Linked DNA regions of Rattus norvegicus: regions 2 and 3 are each linked to region 1. A link is a contact called in public Hi-C data. All regions are on one chromosome and are shown on one strand. Each heading gives the region's core, a stretch centred on a gene start, on an enhancer-like site or on the middle of the called end of the contact. The rest is flanking DNA. Distances are from core to core; before and after follow the strand shown.

Evidence for each region. Hi-C and Micro-C count contacts between places; a contact is called where the count stands out from the background.
Region 2: a contact with region 1 is called in a Hi-C map of liver, with 2.6 times the contacts expected there. The contact joins the enhancer-like site here to the promoter of Smim30l1 in region 1.
Region 3: a Hi-C map of kidney shows a contact between it and region 1, with 2.8 times the contacts expected there. The contact joins the promoter of Tmem168 here to the promoter of Smim30l1 in region 1. A contact is called at or near these places in 3 of 12 Hi-C or Micro-C datasets (kidney, mammary epithelial cells and psoas muscle).

Annotation. Positions count from the first base shown.
Region 1 is chr4:43,107,497-43,110,900 of GRCr8, forward strand. Smim30l1 (small integral membrane protein 30 like 1) reads right to left here and starts at 1,917. Exons shown (of 3, transcript NR_110645.1): 1 at 1,894-1,917; 2 at 1,508-1,601; 3 at 273-1,087.
Region 2 is chr4:43,437,028-43,440,431 of GRCr8, forward strand. No RefSeq gene overlaps it. Among named protein-coding and RNA genes, the nearest start is that of Rnu6-210, 250 kb to the right of the region's middle. Within about 2 kb of position 1,889, at least 1 of the 93 cell types and tissues checked has an H3K27ac peak or open chromatin away from gene starts, as enhancers often do. A contact at or near this core is called in liver, where this site is marked.
Region 3 is chr4:42,823,167-42,826,570 of GRCr8, forward strand. Tmem168 (transmembrane protein 168) reads right to left here and starts at 1,688. Exons shown (of 5, transcript NM_001014054.1): 1 at 1,489-1,688.

The DNA of each region.
Region 1 (3,404 bases), core at 667-3,166:
TATACAACAAACGCTGGTATATAAATCAAAGAAGGACAATACATTTCCTTTCATATTTGTGGATTTTCTAACAGCAGTCTCTTCTATCTCATAGATACCCATTTCGCACCCATTGTGATCCTTGAAGGTAACATAACCAGCCCCTCTTCACTCAGATTAGAAATAATTAGCTCGCATCTGGATACAAGCAGGCCAAAACAATAGGTGAACTGACAGTATAATGGCTATGTATCTGAAAAAAAAAAACATCCCACAAAGGAGAAGGCACTCAATTAATGTATAGTTATTTTTTTAACAAATATTTTCACCATTTTAGTATTAGATACATTTAATACATTTTTATTAAACTTTTCCTCAGAGTTAAAAGTTTCAATTTTTGGCTATTAAGATCTAAGTACAACTATGTTAAAAACAGAAGCATTAAAAAGAAAACAGTAACAACAAAAAAACAAATCCAAAACCCAATCCAACCCCCCAAATGAAAGAGAGAACCCCCAGAATGCAAGAGGCAGTGATTATAATAACGATGTAGATTTACTAGATTCTGAACAAACACTTTCAAAGTATGAGATAATACTTTTGCAAACTTAAGCCCTCTCGCTTTGGCCACCTCCCAAGCAGCAAATACAAATTATGGGCCACATTATTACTGCACTCTTTGTTGTTAAGAGCCTCTCCCCCCACCCCATCTGCTCCCATCATAGGAGAAACAAGTATGAACAGGAAAGCATTCTCTTAACTGAGGGTGTTAACCCTCAGCTAACTGTAATCCTCTTTCTGAGGACAGGTGAGAGCAAATCTTGGGTTCGGCCTCAACAGCACAAGGGTTTTCAGCACAATGGTCAGGGTGAAGTCTAATTCAGAAGAGTCCTTCAAAGTCATATCTGTCCATTTCGCTTTCTTGCATATATCCCCAAGCAAGCACAGATGCCTGTAACACTGAGAACCACACCTAATAAGAGTGCAATCGCATCTCCAGCTTCGACTGCTTCAACGCCAGGCAGGATCAAAAGCAGCGAAGTAAGGACTAAGATCAGTTGTGTTGGAACTGAATTCATGATGTTAGGATCTGGAGGGCTGAACCTGCCTAGAAATTAAACACGGAACAAAAGAAACTGTTAAAAAAAAGCCTGACTTTTTTGAATGACAATATAAATAGACAACAGTCTTTTAGACTGGAGTTTGTGAATCATTTCAGATGTCAGTTCAAGATGACAAAACTAAAGACAGTCATTTTAGGTTAATCTCATGACAACACCCTCAAACCGGCAATTCCGATAGGAATTCCAACAGTATATGCATTGACCAAACTGAAACTGGACAGCTGTACAGCATTAGAAAAGAGAGGGAAAAATTCACAAGATACTTGCAAACTTAAAATACCCTAACAAGTAAAAGTCACATTTTCTTAGCATGCCTCCTATCTAGAAAATGCAGCTAAATCTGGCAAAAGTCAAACAACACAACACGTGACTCTGTGAAGTTGAAAGGAATTAATAAGACTTACCAAAAACAATGGTATATGTAAAATTCTATCCAACGTGAAATATTCTCTTTGGAACTTCCGGATGCTGAGGCTAAGAGGTTACTCGTGACACAGCCTATTTTAAAGAGGAAGCTAGAGTCAATAAGGAAAGAAATGCAAGGACGGAAATTGGTAACGAGTACAGAAAATACTCCCTAACAGTTCGTTCAAAAAGAGACTACTAGATTTAAAGTTAGTTATCACACACAGATAGCTAAACGAAACCAAGCCGAGAAGCAAATTCATCCCGAGATCTGACATAAAGATCGGGAGTTCCTTCGCTCTGGGAGGGTGCAAATTTGTTGCGTTCTGCAACTGCACTCGGAGAATCAGTCCTGGAATCCCGGGGAGCGGAGTTTGTGCCTTACCTGACTGAAAGCAGCCATTACAGGAATGGAGAGCAGGGCGGTGTCGCCAGACTACATTTCCCACAAGCCCCGCCGCCTACTCCCGTCATGCACAGCGCGCTCTCGGATCCTTGGCTGAGGGGCAGCTCTGCTGCTAGTTATTTCTCAACTTTGCCCTCTGGTTTACTGTTAAAGAGTGGTTGAGTGTCCAAGAAAAGGTTTAGTTAATCCGTGGTAAGACGAATGAAACAACAACACGTGTTTTCTGCCCTGTTAAGGATTTCTGGACGCATAAATATGTCTTGTTAGTACTCTGAAATGAGGAAATAACTGCAGGAGAGGGTAACTAAGTGGAGCCATCTGTTTGGGATGGTTTCAAACCTGGGGCCTTCCAACATTTCTGCAGCAGAAAAATTATATTCCAAGTGTGCCTAATGACATTTGCTAATTTTTAAAAACCAATGGGGAAAATAAGCACATTTAGTCAGAAAGTTTGGAAAATATTGAATCATTTGTGGTGCAAAGCAGGTTTAGAAAATATGGTTTCGGTCCTATAACCAGATCTTTTCTGATTCAAATTCCTGTCTTTCTCAGAATGTTCATTCTCCACAGCCTCCCAATATTTTAAGATGTCAAATTAGTACTCTAAACCATTATAAAAAGTATTCACTTGCATCTGTAAGCATTAACTATGAAACATTCTTAAAATCTTGTTATCTGGGATATCCATTTAGATATCCGGATATCTAAATCTTACTTCTGGCCTGATCATTTTCATACTTACTGACAATTTGTCATCTTCTCATTGTGAGTTACTCATGGTGATGAGTGAGAGGTGACTGAACTTGTACAGATAAAAATCATGCGGATAGTGAGGGCACTTTCAGTTCAGTGAAGATCACCAGCATGTATTCTTGTGTTGTTGGTTCTCCTTTAAACAGAATTATATCTCTCTGACAGCGAAGATTTATACTTCTGGTTCCCAAAGTACATTTGGCAGTAACTTTAGCCAATAATAACAATAATTTGATGAAATAAATGTGCCAAGATTTTACAGGAGATCCAGATGTGGCAAACACATTAAAGCAAGGTGTGTCTGATAGATTGACAGTGTTGTTTTTCTAAAGTTAATTATTTTAACAAATCATTCTAATTACATTTGTCTTATGTTGCTTTTGGCTTTGTATCTTTCCTATCAATTAGCTTTGGAATAGGACCTATTGCTATTAAAGGCTTCCAATTCCTCCTAAATTCCAATGTTTTCATTTGGGAGACTTTATTTTTTTTTCTTATGTATTTATTTCACTAGTGGAAGTCTGCAGACTAAAGTTGGGCTTGTACACACTTGTTGTGTACCTGAGTCTGTAAAGTTTCTTGATTAAGTTTTATAATTTCCAGAGTCTATGCATGGTAAACATGCTCATCTTTTAAAAAAAATAATAGTTAGAAATTAAGTAATGACTTGGTCTACCTGTAAAAGCATGGTGCAAATTTATGTAGGGATATTTTGGGCTCAAATATAGTTTTAAACT
Region 2 (3,404 bases), core at 639-3,138, 330 kb after region 1:
AGTGTTTCTCATTGCTCATATGTTCATACAGTAAGGCCATATACTTGGTTATAGACAACCTACTAGAAGCATCCTCCCAAAGGAGAGTGAATCTTTCTTATTCAGCAACTACCCATTCTCTATAGTTCTTCTCCCAGGAATGGGGCTTTGGAGGGAGGGGGAATTATGACTGTGTTAATATTGTGCAGTCCTTGTGCAGGTAACCTCAATTGCTATGAACAGATATGCATAGCAGCCACATTATGCCCAAAGGTTACTGGACTACATTTTACACTATTTCAAGTTGTTCCTTGAACCTTAGATGAGAGGTGACTGTATAAGATTAACAGATGAGCATGCACACGTATACTTGGATTTTGACTAGATATAATTTTGAAACTGTTTGCCTATCTCTATGACCATCATTACACTATTGTGTCAGTGGGTAAATCTTGCTAGACAAGTCAGTAACATAGTACACGAAAGCCAGCACTAGGTCAAACTATAGATGTCCTTTCTTACTCAACAGCCTATGTAGCACCTTTTGGCATCATATGGCTTATCCAGTAAGGGAGACTTCTGATCAGTCAAGGTTAATTTCTCCATGTCCTGCATGGAAACTGACTGATATCTTGGGTTACCATCTAGTTTTGATGATAATAGAGCAGTGACAATAATCTGTGTTGATTTGGTGCTTCTGATTAGTAACTCATAAGAAAGTGCATGGTACTGAGATTTTCATTATGGTTCACATAATCTTGGAGGACTATTGTCTATCCCTGCAGGATAGTTATATTAAAACCCCTTTAAAACTGTGTTACAATTTTTAATTAGCTTACAAGCTAATAGATTTCTGTAAGGCTTCTTCATACAACTTATTTTGGTTAATATGGACCATAACACTTGTTTTCCTATATCTACCTACCCAATTCTCCAGTTATACTCGAAACTCAAACTACCCAATCCTCTTTTACATCCTTTATACTTTAATTGCCTTTGATATTATTCTCATGCGTTACGGTACTGTAAGTATCTGTATAGCTTTCCACACAGTCTTCGATTCGAACACTTCAGACACTAATAGCAACAATATGTCAGGAGGTAAAACCTGAAGACACAGATCTTAATCTGGGAAATGTTAGATTTGTCAGTGACAATGGCAACAAGCATAATGTATAAGTAAAAAAATGCAAACACAGTTCCATCAAAGACAGGAACACTTGACGGCTCTATATCTTTGAGTTCTTCTGTTTTGGAAGATGCTTAATATAAAAAAAAATAAAACAGAGACTATTAGCTGGTGAAAATGTATTTGAACAAGGGGACCATGTTCCAGTCCAAGCAAGCTGCGTAACTTCCATAATTGACCGCAAAGTTCCGGATTTGGACAAGGATGCAAGAAAAAGGGGTTATGGAATCTTCCTCCATGCCTAAGGAAAGTTGCTGAGGTCAGACATGTGTCAGTGGTTTCCCTTCATGGAGATCTAGAGACACCTTTGTGTGAGGCTGTGAAGCGGAAGCCTAGATTGCCTTGGAGATTCAGAGATATCACAGATGCCAGAGTCACCAGATACCTGCCAAAGAAAGCTGCCAATAGGACGTGGAACCAACCCAAGGAAGAGGAGCGCGTTGCAGTCAACAAAGGTGAAAAGAGTTGGAGATCTGACATCAGGCATGTAGATACAGAACTTGGAGTTTGCCTTGCAAGTTTTAGATCTTGTTTTGATCCATTATTTTTTTTACTCCCCTCTATTTTGGAATGATAGTGTATATTCTGTGTCATTGTATGTTGGAATTATCTGATCTGCTTTCTGATTTTGGTTTTACTGGGATTGCAGGTAAGAGATTGACGTGAGTCTCCGAAGAGACTTCGAACTTTTGGACTTTTAAACAATGTTGAGATTATTGACTTTGGGAACTTTCATAGTCGAATTAAAAACAGCTTTGCATTATGGCTACAAGCCACTGCAGGGCCAGAGAGTGGAATGGGATGGTTAGAATAGGAATAACCCCCATGGGCTCATAGATTTGAAGCTTAGTCATCAGATAGTGGGACTATTAGGAGGAAAGCCCCTGTTTGAGGAAGTATGTCACCAGGGATAGCCTTTGAGGTTTCAAAGTCACAAGCCAGCCCCAGTTGCTCTCTCTCTCTTGTGTCTGCCTTTGGATTGATCTAGAGATCTCTGCTGCCATGTCTGCCTCCAATGTACTGTCATGTTCCCCAATATGATAATATTGGACTAAACCTCTGAAACTATAAGCAAGCCCTCCCTAATCAAATGCTTTCCTTTATAAGAGTTGATTATGATGTCTCTTTACAATAGAACACTGACTAAGACATGTATGTAGACACACACACACACAGACACACATGTCTCTGTGAGTCTCTCTCTCTCTCTCTCTCTCTCTCTCTCTCTGTGTGTGTGTGTGTGTGTGTGTGTGTGTGTATAGGAATGTCAACCTCTTATGCATTTCCACAGGATCCACTCACCTTGTTGTTTGAGAGAAGCTCTCTCAATGAGATCTGGCTCACTGATGAAGAAGACTGGCTAGTGAACTCTTGACTAAAGTCTAATAACATTGAGATTATAACTGCATGTCACCATACCCATTACTTTTTGCATGGATGCAGGGGATGGGGCAGAAGTCCTAGTAGTATGCTGCAAGGATTGCCTTTACCCCTAAGTCATACTTTTCTATAAACTCATACTCATATTTAGATAGTCATCATTATTCATGTAGTTTAAAATATACAGTAAATCATTTGAGCAAAGTCAGAGTGAGAGATGGAGAGTTTATTAAGCATTGTAAAACTCAAATAGTAATAGTTAGTAGACTATTATGGAGGTGGCTTGCACAGTTTGTATGTATTAGGCCCTGCTGTAGGAATACTAAGTTATTCTTTCTTGTCCATTGGTGATGGCCCTTGGAATACTAGAGTCAGTTATATTATGGAATGTTAAAACCTCCAATGATGAATCCACCCCACAGATTATTGACCCCAGAGCTTTCTTCCCATGCTTCCCCTGAGCCACCAATTTCATTGGATTGGTAAAGAGATTAAAAATGAAAATAATTCTATTTGGGCAAAATGACATCATAAAAGGCAGTGTAGATTGACTGACTTATCCATCACAAGGAAATCTGTCAATGTCATGTTCTCTTAAAGAGGGCCGTGGTAATCATGGTTGGATCCTGTTTAAATCATGAATTCTTATTAAGAAGTGTGATTTATTTCACATAATGTTTTCTTATTGTCTCAAAATTAGAATTAATGTTGGGGGTGACCTAGAACTCAGGTACTCTAGTTATGGTTGATGATGGGTATATTTGACTTGCTGTAGAGGGCTGCCCTGACCCATAGCTATGCATTACTGTGGATGTAGTAATCTATTTAGGTAGTTCCCAGTCAAGCTTTTGGCTCT
Region 3 (3,404 bases), core at 438-2,937, 280 kb before region 1:
TCAGGCTGTGGCTGTAACTCAGAAATCATGCTTAGTATTTGGTAGGCACTGGGTTTGACCCCAGTAGTACCCCAACCTTCAATCCTATCTACTTCTTTAACCTTCTTCCACATTTCTTCACCCGTGACTTAATCCTCACCAGTTCTTGGTTTTTCTTTTTTTTTAAGCATCTCTTTCACATTTTTTTTCTACTTTGTATCCCCAAAATCACCACCTAAATTTTGGTGACAATAACCTCATTCTTGAATGTCTTCCCCCCCCCTTTTTTTTTAATTTCCCCACCAACTTCTGCCATTCTTACATAAAGTGTGCTTTAAGAGCAAATTTTACCTTGCTATTCTCCACTATGCAAATTCTCTAATGGCTTTCCACCGCCATGGAATTACAGTCTAAACTCTTTCAGTGCCTTATAGGGCACTTCAAACTGGGCAGGAATAACTGCCCCAACTGTTACTGCTCTTCTTCTCACTTTTTATTCCAAGCACACTGACACTTCAATTATGAACTACATAAATGCCATGCCCTCTCTGGACACACTCCTTTTCCTCCCATCTGCCCTTTATCTGTCAAACTCTTCAGGTCTGGGCTTAAAAGTATTTTCTTAGGAGAATCGCCTCTTGACCATTCCCTCTGAAATGGAAAAGTAAAACTACTCTTTTTTCTTCACCATTTGTTTAACGTCTGCATTCTTCACTAGGTCACAAAATCTCGGGGGAGATCTGTCTTCCACAATGAGTGCTCAGTATCAAGTTAACATTCAATTTGTTAAGATTGGGGGATGGGGGAAGGACTAATAATAGAAACAACTACTTAAGAAATGCAGATAAAATAAACAGCTTTCTAATATGCCATAGCTAGTACTAGTAGTTAAGGGAGATTCCAGAAATTTTTGGTTTGTTTGTTCCTAGCTTTACTCCAACCTTTACTGAATTCACCAAATTTCTTCCAAAACAGAAAAGTGTCCTCCCCGTGTCCTAAGACAATGGACTTTAAAACATAGTGTATTGCTTTCATAATCTTTCAGAAATAGTCTATTTCTGTTCCAGCTAGGGGAAGTGTCAAAACCTTAAAGAACAACACTAAGCAGTCAAGAGTTGGAGAACTGCATTTGTTTCTCTGAGTTCCTGCTAGTAACTCTTTCAGGCCACCTCTTAACTATAAGAATGGCAACTCGGACTCTTTAAGTGCCTCCCGTTTGAACAGCTATAGTAACTTTTCTCCCGTTAGGCCTCTATCTAGGGAGAGATGGAGAAGTGGGGCTGGGACCTGGCTGTTCGCTACCCCTTAACCCTGGGACAAGGCGACACAACGAGACACCCGGGTCGGGGCAACGAGGGACACCGAGGAACGCCCTCCCTTCGCGGTCGCCGGTCCCAGGCTGGCATCTTGCCCACCGGGAGGCCGACGGGGCGGGGCCTGGTCCGGTCAGCCGGACCCTGGGCGGCGCCCCAGACCTCAGCCGCCCCGCGGCTCTCTGATGCCCCTTACCTGAATCAGTGGTCGCCACCGAGCCTCTCTCCGTCCGTTGCGAAGCTTACAAAACAAAAGGGCGCGAAGCCTCCAAGTCAGAACCTGGAGGTGGTGTGGGGACCTGAGCCTGAGGCCTCCCGCACTAGCACCACAGGGCCTCGATAGAAACTTTCTCTAATACGGACACTGCCGCCATATTTCCGCCACTGACTGCTGGCGCTACGGATCGCCGTCAGGGTCAACGCGCGATGCGCGCTTCCTTCCCTGGCCCGGCCTCCCAGTGGCTCTCCACGCCCAGCAGCGAGCCTAGAGGAGGCAAGTGCTACAAACGCTATGGGGAAAGCCAGCAGCCCCACCCTGGGCCTGGATTAACTCCTACCCATTATTAGCAGCAAGAGCAGGGAACCGGAAGACCACCACCGAAGATCAGGCCTCAAAAGCAGCAAGGTCACAGTTTAGGAATGGACTGAAACTGGGGTAGCAAGAGTGGGATAATTGCAAGTGGACTATAAATATATGTAGAAGGCGTGCGGCTCTTTCATATAGGTGGTATAATATATGGCTTTGCATATGCTCATCAAATCTTCAAAGCCTGTCTCTTCTTGCCTCAGCCTGCTTTTCTAATTAAGTTCGCCATTAATCCCCATCCTGAACATTTTTATTCTACAGCCCTAGCTGTCCCTGGTCCTAAGCGACCTTCAAACACCACAGATGACTTAAATTTGCACTCTGATGGCACTTGAGTTAACATAGTGATACTGCTGAGAACCGCATTTCACTGTGGAGTAGCAGCCTTATGGGTTGAAATTGGTATCTCCATCTATGAAATGGTAACAAAACCTTTCTCTTGTATTGGGAGTATACAAGGGAACAGTGTGCCCCTCCACTTAACAAATGAGTTTTAAAAATATTCAATACCTGTAAGAACATGTCGTTAAGGAGGTCTTTATTTAAGACAGTCTCCATAAGTGTAGGGACCGCTATAAATCCATCTTGCCACGGAGAGGAGATAATGGCTTCAATTCAAAAGAGAGCTTGTAGAAGTGGGAAATTAAAGACTGGGATCAGGGGATAGGGAAGCTTGAGCGATAGAGAATCACAATAGCATTAAGGGAGATAAGAGGCATAACATCATTGTTGCTAACACAGCAAAGGTTACTACTTGTTACCTAGAAAACAGGGAGATAAGAAAGAAAGCTAAACTGACTTAATAGCATTCTTCGTTAAAAACTAGATTTTACTAGGGAATACAGAGTTGAGCCCGAAAAGCAGGTTCTGAGTGAAGCCTGAATAGAATATGGCCAGGCAAAAAGCATGAAGACCCCTTTCCTCTCCTACAAACCCTTTCTTTCTAAAAAGTTTCTGCCTGCCTTCTGATTCTGTTTCCAGTTGCTTGCAGCCCTCATATAGGTCAAAGCATTTCAAAGGCCTAGTCCTCATGTGTAAACAAAGACTGATAGCATCTATCCAACAAGGTTCTTCTATGGATTTAGGGAGGATGTGTGTTTTAAAAATACCTTACGACCTTTAAAATGCCTTATCCTTTCAGATAAAGCTCAAAATCCTCAAATAGGGCATGTGGGTGTTATCTCAGTGGTAGAGTTCTTACCTAGCTTGCCTGACGTTCTGGCTTAGAGCAAGTACGACCAGGAAGGGGGGAGGGGAGAGAGAGAGAGAGAGAGAGAGAGAGAGAGAGAGAGAGAGAATGTTTTATATAAAGACAAACTCCAGTTCAAACTCCCCCACACTCCCCAGCTCTGTACTGCAGCCTGTTTTCACTTCCTCAAAAGTAGCCCCCCCACCCCATCCACTTTTTCTCACAATTACATTAACATAGTTCCTGATAGTCAGCATTTTAATGTTTTTGAAAGGGGGGATCAAATATTACTGACCCTCACTAGCTCTCAACACTAGATAGATAGATAGATAGATAG